Linked DNA regions of Sus scrofa: all the other regions are linked to region 1. The links are chromatin contacts, called in public Hi-C and promoter capture Hi-C maps. All regions are on one chromosome and are shown on one strand. The core of a region is the stretch at or near the end of the contact, and the rest is flanking DNA. Distances in the headings are between cores, read along the strand shown. Region 1 overlaps SLC4A4 (solute carrier family 4, sodium bicarbonate cotransporter, member 4). Region 2 has its middle 87 kb from the start of SLC4A4. Region 3 has its middle 60 kb from the start of GC.

Region 1 (2,871 bases), core at 159-2,658:
CACAAAGGAGATGTCCCTGGTGTCAGCCTCACCCCTGCCTGAGGCCATTGGAAACTTGCTTTCATTGGATGCTGGCTGAGCAGGTCATAGGAAACCAGGGAAGGCATATCTGAATGCGTTTTCATTGTGGAAAATACAATGAAGATTTTACATATAATCTTCCTCCCAGGAAGGACCTCTGTTTTCGTGAGAAACTGGTGTTGAGGCTTGGACTGATTTAACCCAGGCATGGCAAGTGCTGGCTGAAGCGACATGACTTTTCCTTTGACCCTCTTCCCCAGGTTGTGTTAGGAGTCTTGGGAGTTCCCTGGTGGTCTAGTAGTTAGGACTCGGTGCTTTCACTGCTATGGCCCAGGTTCAGTCCCTCATGTGGGAACTGAGATCTCACATCAAGTGCTACACACTGGGGCCAAAAAAAAAGTCTGTTCTGAGTAGCTCAGAGCTGTCTTAGAAGGATTCTGACAGTTCCCATTCCCTCTGTGGGTACCAGGAAAGCAATGCAGCAGAGCTCTGAAGGCAGAAAATCTTGTATTCAAGTCCCACTTGGCTAATGCCCAGAGGATGATTTTGGGCAAGTTCCTTTTTCCCAAAGTAGCTCTGCCTCATCTTCCTCATCTGTAAAATGGGGTTAATAATAGTCCCTACCTTACAGAATTGTTTTGAAGAAAAAACGAGATCTTAGAGACAAAGTATTAGGATACTTTCTAATAAGTAAATGTTATCCATTTAATGACCATCATTAGTGCTCTTATTTGTTAAAATGTTGGGAGTTCCCTTGGGGCCCGATGGGTTGAGGACCTGGCATTGTCACTGCTGTGGTGGGGGTTTGATCCCTGGCCCAAGAGATTTTATGTGCTGCTGGAGCAGCCAAAAAAAAAAAAATGAAATTATAAAATAAAATGTAGGGTTCCTAAGTATGAGTGCTAGAACGAGCAAAGCAGTCTCCCTCCTCCTGTCTTCTGAACAAACACCAGGCAGGTAGCTCATTCTGGAATAAGACTGTTGGTTGTACCCTATAATTTTAGAGTTGCTCAGATGAGTGGCACTCAGGAAAGATATGTACTTGAATGAGTGGAATTATTTAAAACCTATGGAGATAAAACCTCTTTCAGATATGGAAAAAGGCAAATGGATATTTAGATTTTCATGATAATCTCATGTTTTAAAAAACCCTTTTAAGATTAATGACTGTGTATCTCTCCTATAGCCTCAATATCTTACTGCATCAATCCATCATAAATTTAGTGCCTCATGATAAAAAACTGAAAAATGAGAGTGGTAGAATGATAGAGTTGCATGTACACCTAGAGTAAGTCTTCTAAAAACAACAAAAGATCGGCCTTTCATCGCAACATGCACTCTTAGTAAAAGAATTCAATCGATGAGTCAATAATATTTAAACTGGCGAATGACTTGTTTTTCAACACTGGGACAGTATGTAACGAGGAACCAGAAACTGCACAGATGGAATCGTGTCTTTGCAAACTGAGAAACAATTTTACAGGAAAGGACACAGGGGTCGCTGAAAACTGTATTCATGGCCACAATAATATTATGGAGTTTTGGTGTTTTGTCAAGACAGCTCTTCTTTCTCCTCCCGTCTTCATCTTTCTTGTTCTCACTTGCTTCCATGAAACTTGATCACCTCCCGTGTTTCCTCTTCTTAAAAGGCACTTTTCCATCCCTGCTTCCTGCTCCCATCTTTTACTCAGTAACCCAAGTCACACACTTCATTTCTTGAAGCTTAGTTTGCAGTTGCTGTGAGGAAAGTTAGCCATGAAATTTGACATATCAGTCAGGTTTGTAGCCCATAGTTTTTGTGCTAAACATTCACTTTTCTTAGAAATAGGATAGTTATTAATTAACATGGAGGTAGTAGGTGTTCTGTTTCTCACTGTGCCTTGATGGTTACATAGCAGAAGTGTATAAGCAAGAAATGATATGGTTCAGAAGCCCAAAGTGAAAACTGAAAAAATCCATTTGAAAAACAATTCACAGTATTTCATTTCATCACCAGCATCCCAATTTAGAAAATTGTTAGTGTGATAAAGCGTAAAGAGTAAGTGCTTTGGAGTAAAGGAAACTGAGTTTGAATTTTAGCTCTAGTTTGCACTGTGACCCTAGGCTAGGCTCATTTCCTAATCTCTTTGTTTCATAATCTGTGAGCTGGGTTAGTAATTATACTTACTCTTAGAGGTTGCTGTAAGGATTAAATGAAATAGTGTGCAAAATTGTCTGGCACCTAACAGAGTAAAAATTTGTTTTTTTTTCTCATTTTTTATTGTCGCATAAAAGATGCTCTAGCAGTTTAAGCTCTTTGTAGTATTTTTTAAATTATTTATTTTTTTGTATTTTTAGGGCCGCACCTGCGATATATGAAAATTCTCAGGCTAGGGATCGAATCAGAGCCGTAGCCACTGGCCTACACCACAGCCACAGCAACATGGGATCTGAGGCGCATCTGCGACCTATACCACAGCTCACGGCAATGTGGGATCCTTAACCCACTGAGCGAGGCCAGGGATGGAACCTATGTCCTCATGGATGTTAGGTTCATTTCCACTGTGCCACCATGGGAACTCCTTTCCTTGTATTCTTTTAAAGGGGCTCAAACATTTAACTCCCTCTGAAATTTTCCTGGAAAATGATCTTTTTTTTTTTTTTTGGTCTTTTTGCTATTTCTTGGGCCACTCACGCGGCATATGGAGGTTCCCAGGCTAGGGGTCTAATCGGAGCTGTAGCCACCAGCCTATGCCAGAGCCACAGCAACGTGGGATCTGAGCTGCGTCTGCAACCTACACCACAGCTCACAGCAATGCCAGATCGTTAACCCACTGAGCAAGGGCAGGGATCGAACCTGCAACCTCATGG
Region 2 (2,871 bases), core at 164-2,663, 220 kb before region 1:
GCTTATCCGTGGTCCCAGTGGCTGAGAATGAAGACACAGATGACTTGACAGTCAGGACCTCTAATCAGGATTTTGAGTGGAATGTTTTCCTCAAGGACACGAGTCTGTCTCATATTTTTAGTTGCACAGAGCAGAGTGTATTTGAAGGAAAGCAGGCTGTTATTTTTGTTCTGAAACAGCGGAGTTTCTGGTACATTTATGGCAGATGTAAGCGCACCAGTTTTAAGGATCAGAAATTCAAAGAGCAAGGAGCTAGACTACCTAACATTTCTATTACCAAACATGTTTCCTTTTATCCAAGTCATTATTTCTCTTGCCTCTAGTACATAGCTGAAGTATATTGCAGCACCCTTGGCAAAAGTAAACTTCAGATAAAACTTTGTTTTTAAAAGTAATTTGCGCAAATGAGATACACTCCCATTCAATGATTATTAGGGTGACCTCTGGTAACTCTGGTTACTCTGAAATGTTTATGCTTTTAAAATTCTTCTTAAGGTCACTCCATTTGGGGTGATTGGATTCAGCTCCACCTGAAGGCAGGAAGAGCCTGATGCTCGCTCCCAGTTCTTTCCGAAGCTATAGTTCTGAGGAGGGGAAAGACATCAAGATTTCCAGCCACACCCTCAGTTCACCTGGTTCAACTTTACTTTCAGTGGGTGGCATGACACTTCATCCACATTTTCAAAACTCAGTAGAAAGCCATGAGCTGCAAAACTCACTAAGAATAGAGTGAGTCAGAAGAGGAGTCCTCTTCTGTTGAAATAATGAACTTATCTATGTGGGATATATTTAAAGACCTAAAGCTCATTTTCACATAATTTGCCTCATGTGCATTTGTGTTAATGGTTTAAAGAGATACTCTTGAGAAAGGAAACCTGGTGTCAGTTTTAATCTTTCAAATAAAAAGAGGCTGTTGTGTCTGTTCTGTCTTTGGTTACCTTATAGGATGTTTTGTAAAGCTAACATTTTTGGCATAGAGTGGTTACTGTGGATGGACTTAAAAACTTTTAGCTTTTCTGATGTCATACTTGTTTCTGTACCAAAAAAGGCTCCAGCTCCAGCCCAGGCATTTCCACAGAATTGGTCCATAGATGACAAATCAGTGTTACCAGAGTGACCCAGAAATGCTGACCACGAGGGACAAGATAACGGATTCATTGCAGACACACTTAGAGGAAATTAGCCAATTTTGTTGGGTGACCCAAGGTTGAGACAGGAAGAGAGAGTCCTAGGTAGCTTTTTCCTATAGCTATTTCATCTTTTAAAAAGTCAGCCAGGATTTGGGGATCTGTATGATATAAACAGATTACTTAATGGTCTCGTATTTTGTAATAGGGAAAAAGAGCAAACTCCACCTTATCCTTTGAGATAAGGCCTGGCTCCACAGGGCTAGGTAACTTCCCAGGAGGCCTTGGCAACTCTGACTTCATCAGGAGGGGCCTTTTCTTAACATCAGGCCTCACCAGCAACTCAGGAAGCTACAGTACAGCAAGACAATATTGGCTGAACCCGGTTTCTGTTTCTGGAGTTTGGTGGGTGCTCCGAAAGGTATTAGGATATATTGTGGTGGTTTTCCTCTTCCATTCAAAACCAAGTCCAAAAGGAAGTGTGCTCCCGTCTGTCCAGAGGGAAGAATAACTCATGTCTACCGGGGGACATTATGGGAGAACTGTTGAAAAGGCTCAGAACTTGCAGGAAGATTATTTTTAGGGAAATAAAAGTGTAAAAGTAGGACAGGGTTTGGGACCAAGTAGATATTCCCTAAATATTTGGTAAAAGAGTGAATAAATGAATGTATAGGTAGACTAAAGGAAACATGTATAGAGTTACTTTATGAAATCCTCGAAAAAAATCCTTGTTTAAATTTTGAGTTAGAAACTTGGCTCTCTTAGTCAGATGATGATGTAGTTGCTAATGAGGCCATCCCTGCTACTACTCCTCTTTGGTTTTGCAGAGATCATGAATGTTTTTCTGTCACTTATGTTGATAAGAAAAAGAAGCCCCTAAAACACCTCTGCCTTATACTTTTTCCTTCTTCTGCTCTGTATTTTGAAAGAGAGACCGAAGGATGAAATGGTGGCTTCTGTCTTTGGAGGTCAGGATCTCAACATTTTACAGATTTGAAATCGTAATGACTTAACCCTACTTTCCACTAGAGGATATTAAGATGATATGTTTATGTGTATTAGAGGAGATCATATTCTAAAAAAAGGAAGCAGGGCCTCGGTAGGTATTCGTAAATAATTAAAATGGTCCAAAACATAATTGCCCAGAAGGAGTGAATGAAAACTTATCGATGGGAAGGGAGGGGCCTAGTCCCAGCCAGCCCCGGTTCTGAGCCTTGAGTATCAGTGTTCAGTTGCATTTTGCTCACTGCTCTCCTGTTGACTCTGATTGCTCAGAAACAGTGTGTACAGAGGAAATACTTGGGCAAATATTGCTGAAGGAAAAGACTTCTTAAAAGAAACAGTGTATCCACGCATTGGCCAGTTTGATGGAATTTTGGTGAGGTGTTTAAGGGATGCTGCTTGAAAAGCAACTTGGGTTTCCCAGAGCAGGTCGAGGCCATCCAGACGCAGACATTTCCCAGCTCCTGCCTCTTTGTCCTCGAGGCCTCAGCTGAAAGCCCTCCAGAGGCAGCGCTGTCTGCCACTCCCTGCTCTGTCAGTGAGGTTAAATAGTTGTGGATAGATTTCTTGAGCTTTAAGGAAATTGGATGGTAATTCCATGGGTTTTGAAAACTGGACTCGGAGGTCCCTTCCCTGAGTTTTCCAGTTGTGGAGAATTCCCTGGTAGCAGAGTGTGGGCCGAAGCCTCTGGAAGCCACTTTCTGTCCCTGGGATCTACATCCTTTTATGGCAAGACACGTAA
Region 3 (2,871 bases), core at 115-2,614, 200 kb after region 1:
CTTAGCTACATCCAATGGGAGAGACAGGAGAGAATGTATTTATTCTATCACATTCCAAAACAGAACTGAATAGAACAATTTTATTAGGTTGGATGGTAATGCACTTTGAACTGACAGACCTTTGCAATTTGATAGTATTTCCATGTTGGGAGAGTGATGATGATGAACAGGTCATATGAAGATCAAGGTTGGGAGTTCTCGCCGTGGCTCAGCAGTAAAGAACCCAACTATTATCCATGAGGATGCAGTTTTGATCCCTGGCCTCGCTCAGTGGGTTAAGGATACAGCATCGCTGTGAACTGTGGTGTAGCTCGCAGATGTGGCTTGGATCCCACGTTGCTGTGGCTGTAGCACAGGCCGGCAGCTACAGCTTGATTCACCCCTAGCCTGGGAACTTCCATATGCCATGGGTGTGGCCCTAAAAAGCAAAAAAAAAAAAAAAAAGATTGGAGTCCTTTTCAACTCAGGGATGCAATTTACTATAAGCCTCAGTGTCACAGAAGAGCATCATAGAACTCCACCTCCAGTGTCCTATTTTTCATGTCACCAGTGGTTTCATTGGTCACATTTGCTAATTTTGTCATTTTCTTGTGTCATCTGTAGTAAACTTAAATGCTATTGCATATAAGATTGGATAAAGAATAAGGATCCTTATTTTTTTATAGCTTCACTTTAAGCTATTTAAAAAAAATAAGTTGTTAGCCTATTCTGGAGCCTACTGAAATGGTGAGAGTTCACGCTGCTCTAAAACACACAGAAAGATGATTACATATAATTTGCTGGAATCCTCCTTGTGTTTATGTCACCAGTAAATCTCTTGTAAGCAGTTTAGTTGTTCACACACTGAAAAGTATGTGGATTAGGGAGAGTAAAAGACTGTGTGGGAATTTATAAAAATCGGGAACGTTGGCTGGCCCTGTTGAATCCAATTTTCTCTTCTTCATGATCAGCTTAGAACCAGAATATTACTGTTGAAATGGACTATTCTTGCTGAAACTGAACAGTTTAAAAATATGAAAAAAATCAGTGAAATGGCTTGCTTCAGATGACACGGCATAGGGTATGGGTCTTCTGACTTTCAGCCAATTGGACAATGTTTATGAAGCAGTTCTAAGGAACTCACCATTAGTGGGATATGGTATTCAGGATGCCACTGGCCACCACCTATAATAAGTATACAGCAATATGTCCTTTTGAAAAAGCCTCTAACTTGGCTTTAGTTCTTGTTTGGATGAGTGAGTTCTTTTGTATGCTGAACTGCTTTGAATGTTTATGTACAAATTCAGCTTAAAGGTAAGGACAGGGATAAAGGTCAGGGTGCTTGTGACTCTGTACTTTGGTCCCACAACAAGACACGCTCATGAGCTTTTGCTTTCGGCAGATGCTCGGTGTATCATCCACAGCAACAGTAATGAAAGCAAACACTCACAGAGAGCACAGGTGGGCCAAGAACCCGATTGGTCACTGGTGACAAAGCAGGTAAGGCAGGTCCATCTCTGCCTCAGTGAGCTCAGGGCACTGTGGTCTGCTTCTGCAACATGTTTCTTGAGCTAAAAAACGTAACTGGAGGCCAGTCTTTTTTCCCTCTTTCCCTCTTCTCATCTGTTTTAGATTCATTACGCTTTCTAAATGTAAAATATGCGTTTAAAAACTATTTAATCTTGTATGCTTTTTTGAAGGCCTGGAGGAGTCTACCTTGAATAAAGAACTCGTGCTCAACTATTCACAATAGTCAAGATACAGAAACAACCTAAATTTCCATTGACGGATGAATAGATTAAGAAGTTGTGTTATATACATATATATATATATATACAATGGGCTATTACTCAGCCATAAGAAAAGAATGAAATAATGCCATTTGCAGCAACATGAATGAAACTAGAGATCCTCATACTAAGCGAAGTTAAGTCAGAAAGAGAAAGATAAATACCATATGATATCACATATGTGGAATCTAAAATATGGTACAAATGAACCTGCCTACAGAGTAGAAACAGACTCACAGACAAAGAGAACAGACTTGTATTTGCCAAGGCAGAGGGAGTGGGATGGACTGGGAGTTCGGGGTGAGTAGCTGCAAACTAATACATTTAGAATGGACAAGCAATGAGGTCCTACTGTACAGCACAGGGAACTATATCAGTCTCTTGGGATAGACCATGACGGAAGATAATATGAGAAAGGGAATGTGTATATATAGTGCATATATATTATACCCCCCCATATATATATGACTGGGTCACTTTGCTATATAGCATAAATTGGCGCAACACTATAAATCAACTCTACTTTAATAATATAAATAAAAAGAACCAGTGCTGAAAGCGTGTAGATGCTTAATACTGCTTCATTTAAGTGGTAACCCCAGTTTTAATTTCTGTTTTCCTCCACACCCCTGGTAGCCTCAGATCTAGGAGTGCTCCTGACTCTCATGTCTTCGTCCTCATCTAAAGGGCGCTAGATAGGATCTAGACTAAAGGGTGCTAGATATTTTTAGAGCCAGCTCATTTCTGGTTCTGCTTTCTCATTATCTGCTCTGATCTTGAGTGGCCAGACTACATCTTCCATGGCGTTTGCCCTGGGCTGCACTGCGTTCTCCAGCTTCACTGCTCCTTGTCCACACAGATATCCTGACTGGACTCATCCTATCACACAGAACAAGTTGTCAGCATATCCCTGCTAAATAAATATATGCTAAACACTGAAGTATTAAAAAAATAGAAAAAAATCCCAGAAATTTATTGCAATGTGGTCTTTTTTGGAAAGAGAGGTGGAGTGGGTAAAGGGATAGTTTGTAGTAGTAACTACAGCGAGTTTTTTTGCTCTGGTTTGTACTTTAATTCTTCTAGGTTATAACATCCAAAATTT

What was found. Promoter capture Hi-C pulls out the DNA fragments that hold promoters and counts their contacts. A called contact is a pair of places that touch in the nucleus more often than the background predicts.
Region 2: a contact with region 1 is called in a Hi-C map of liver, with 5 times the contacts expected there. The contact joins two enhancer-like sites. A contact is called at or near these places in 2 of 47 Hi-C or Micro-C datasets (embryonic fibroblasts and liver) and 1 of 2 datasets of contacts at active chromatin or transcription factors (skeletal muscle).
Region 3: a promoter capture Hi-C map of liver shows a contact between it and region 1, with 6 times the contacts expected there. The contact joins two enhancer-like sites. A contact is called at or near these places in 1 of 5 promoter capture datasets (liver) and 6 of 47 Hi-C or Micro-C datasets (brain, embryonic fibroblasts, epiblast stem cells and 2 more).

What each region holds. Positions count from the first base shown.
Region 1 is chr8:68,098,468-68,101,338 of Sscrofa11.1, forward strand. All of the region lies in intron 11 of SLC4A4 (solute carrier family 4, sodium bicarbonate cotransporter, member 4), which reads left to right. Among named protein-coding and RNA genes, the nearest start is that of SLC4A4, 130 kb to the left of the region's middle. Within about 2 kb of position 1,409, at least 1 of the 83 cell types and tissues checked has an H3K27ac peak or open chromatin away from gene starts, as enhancers often do. A contact at or near this core is called in liver, where this site is marked.
Region 2 is chr8:67,879,543-67,882,413 of Sscrofa11.1, forward strand. It overlaps a transcript of SLC4A4 not described here. Among named protein-coding and RNA genes, the nearest start is that of SLC4A4, 87 kb to the right of the region's middle. Within about 2 kb of position 1,414, at least 4 of the 83 cell types and tissues checked have an H3K27ac peak or open chromatin away from gene starts, as enhancers often do. A contact at or near this core is called in liver, where this site is marked.
Region 3 is chr8:68,299,042-68,301,912 of Sscrofa11.1, forward strand. No RefSeq gene overlaps it. Among named protein-coding and RNA genes, the nearest start is that of GC, 60 kb to the right of the region's middle. Within about 2 kb of position 1,365, at least 3 of the 83 cell types and tissues checked have an H3K27ac peak or open chromatin away from gene starts, as enhancers often do. A contact at or near this core is called in liver, where this site is marked.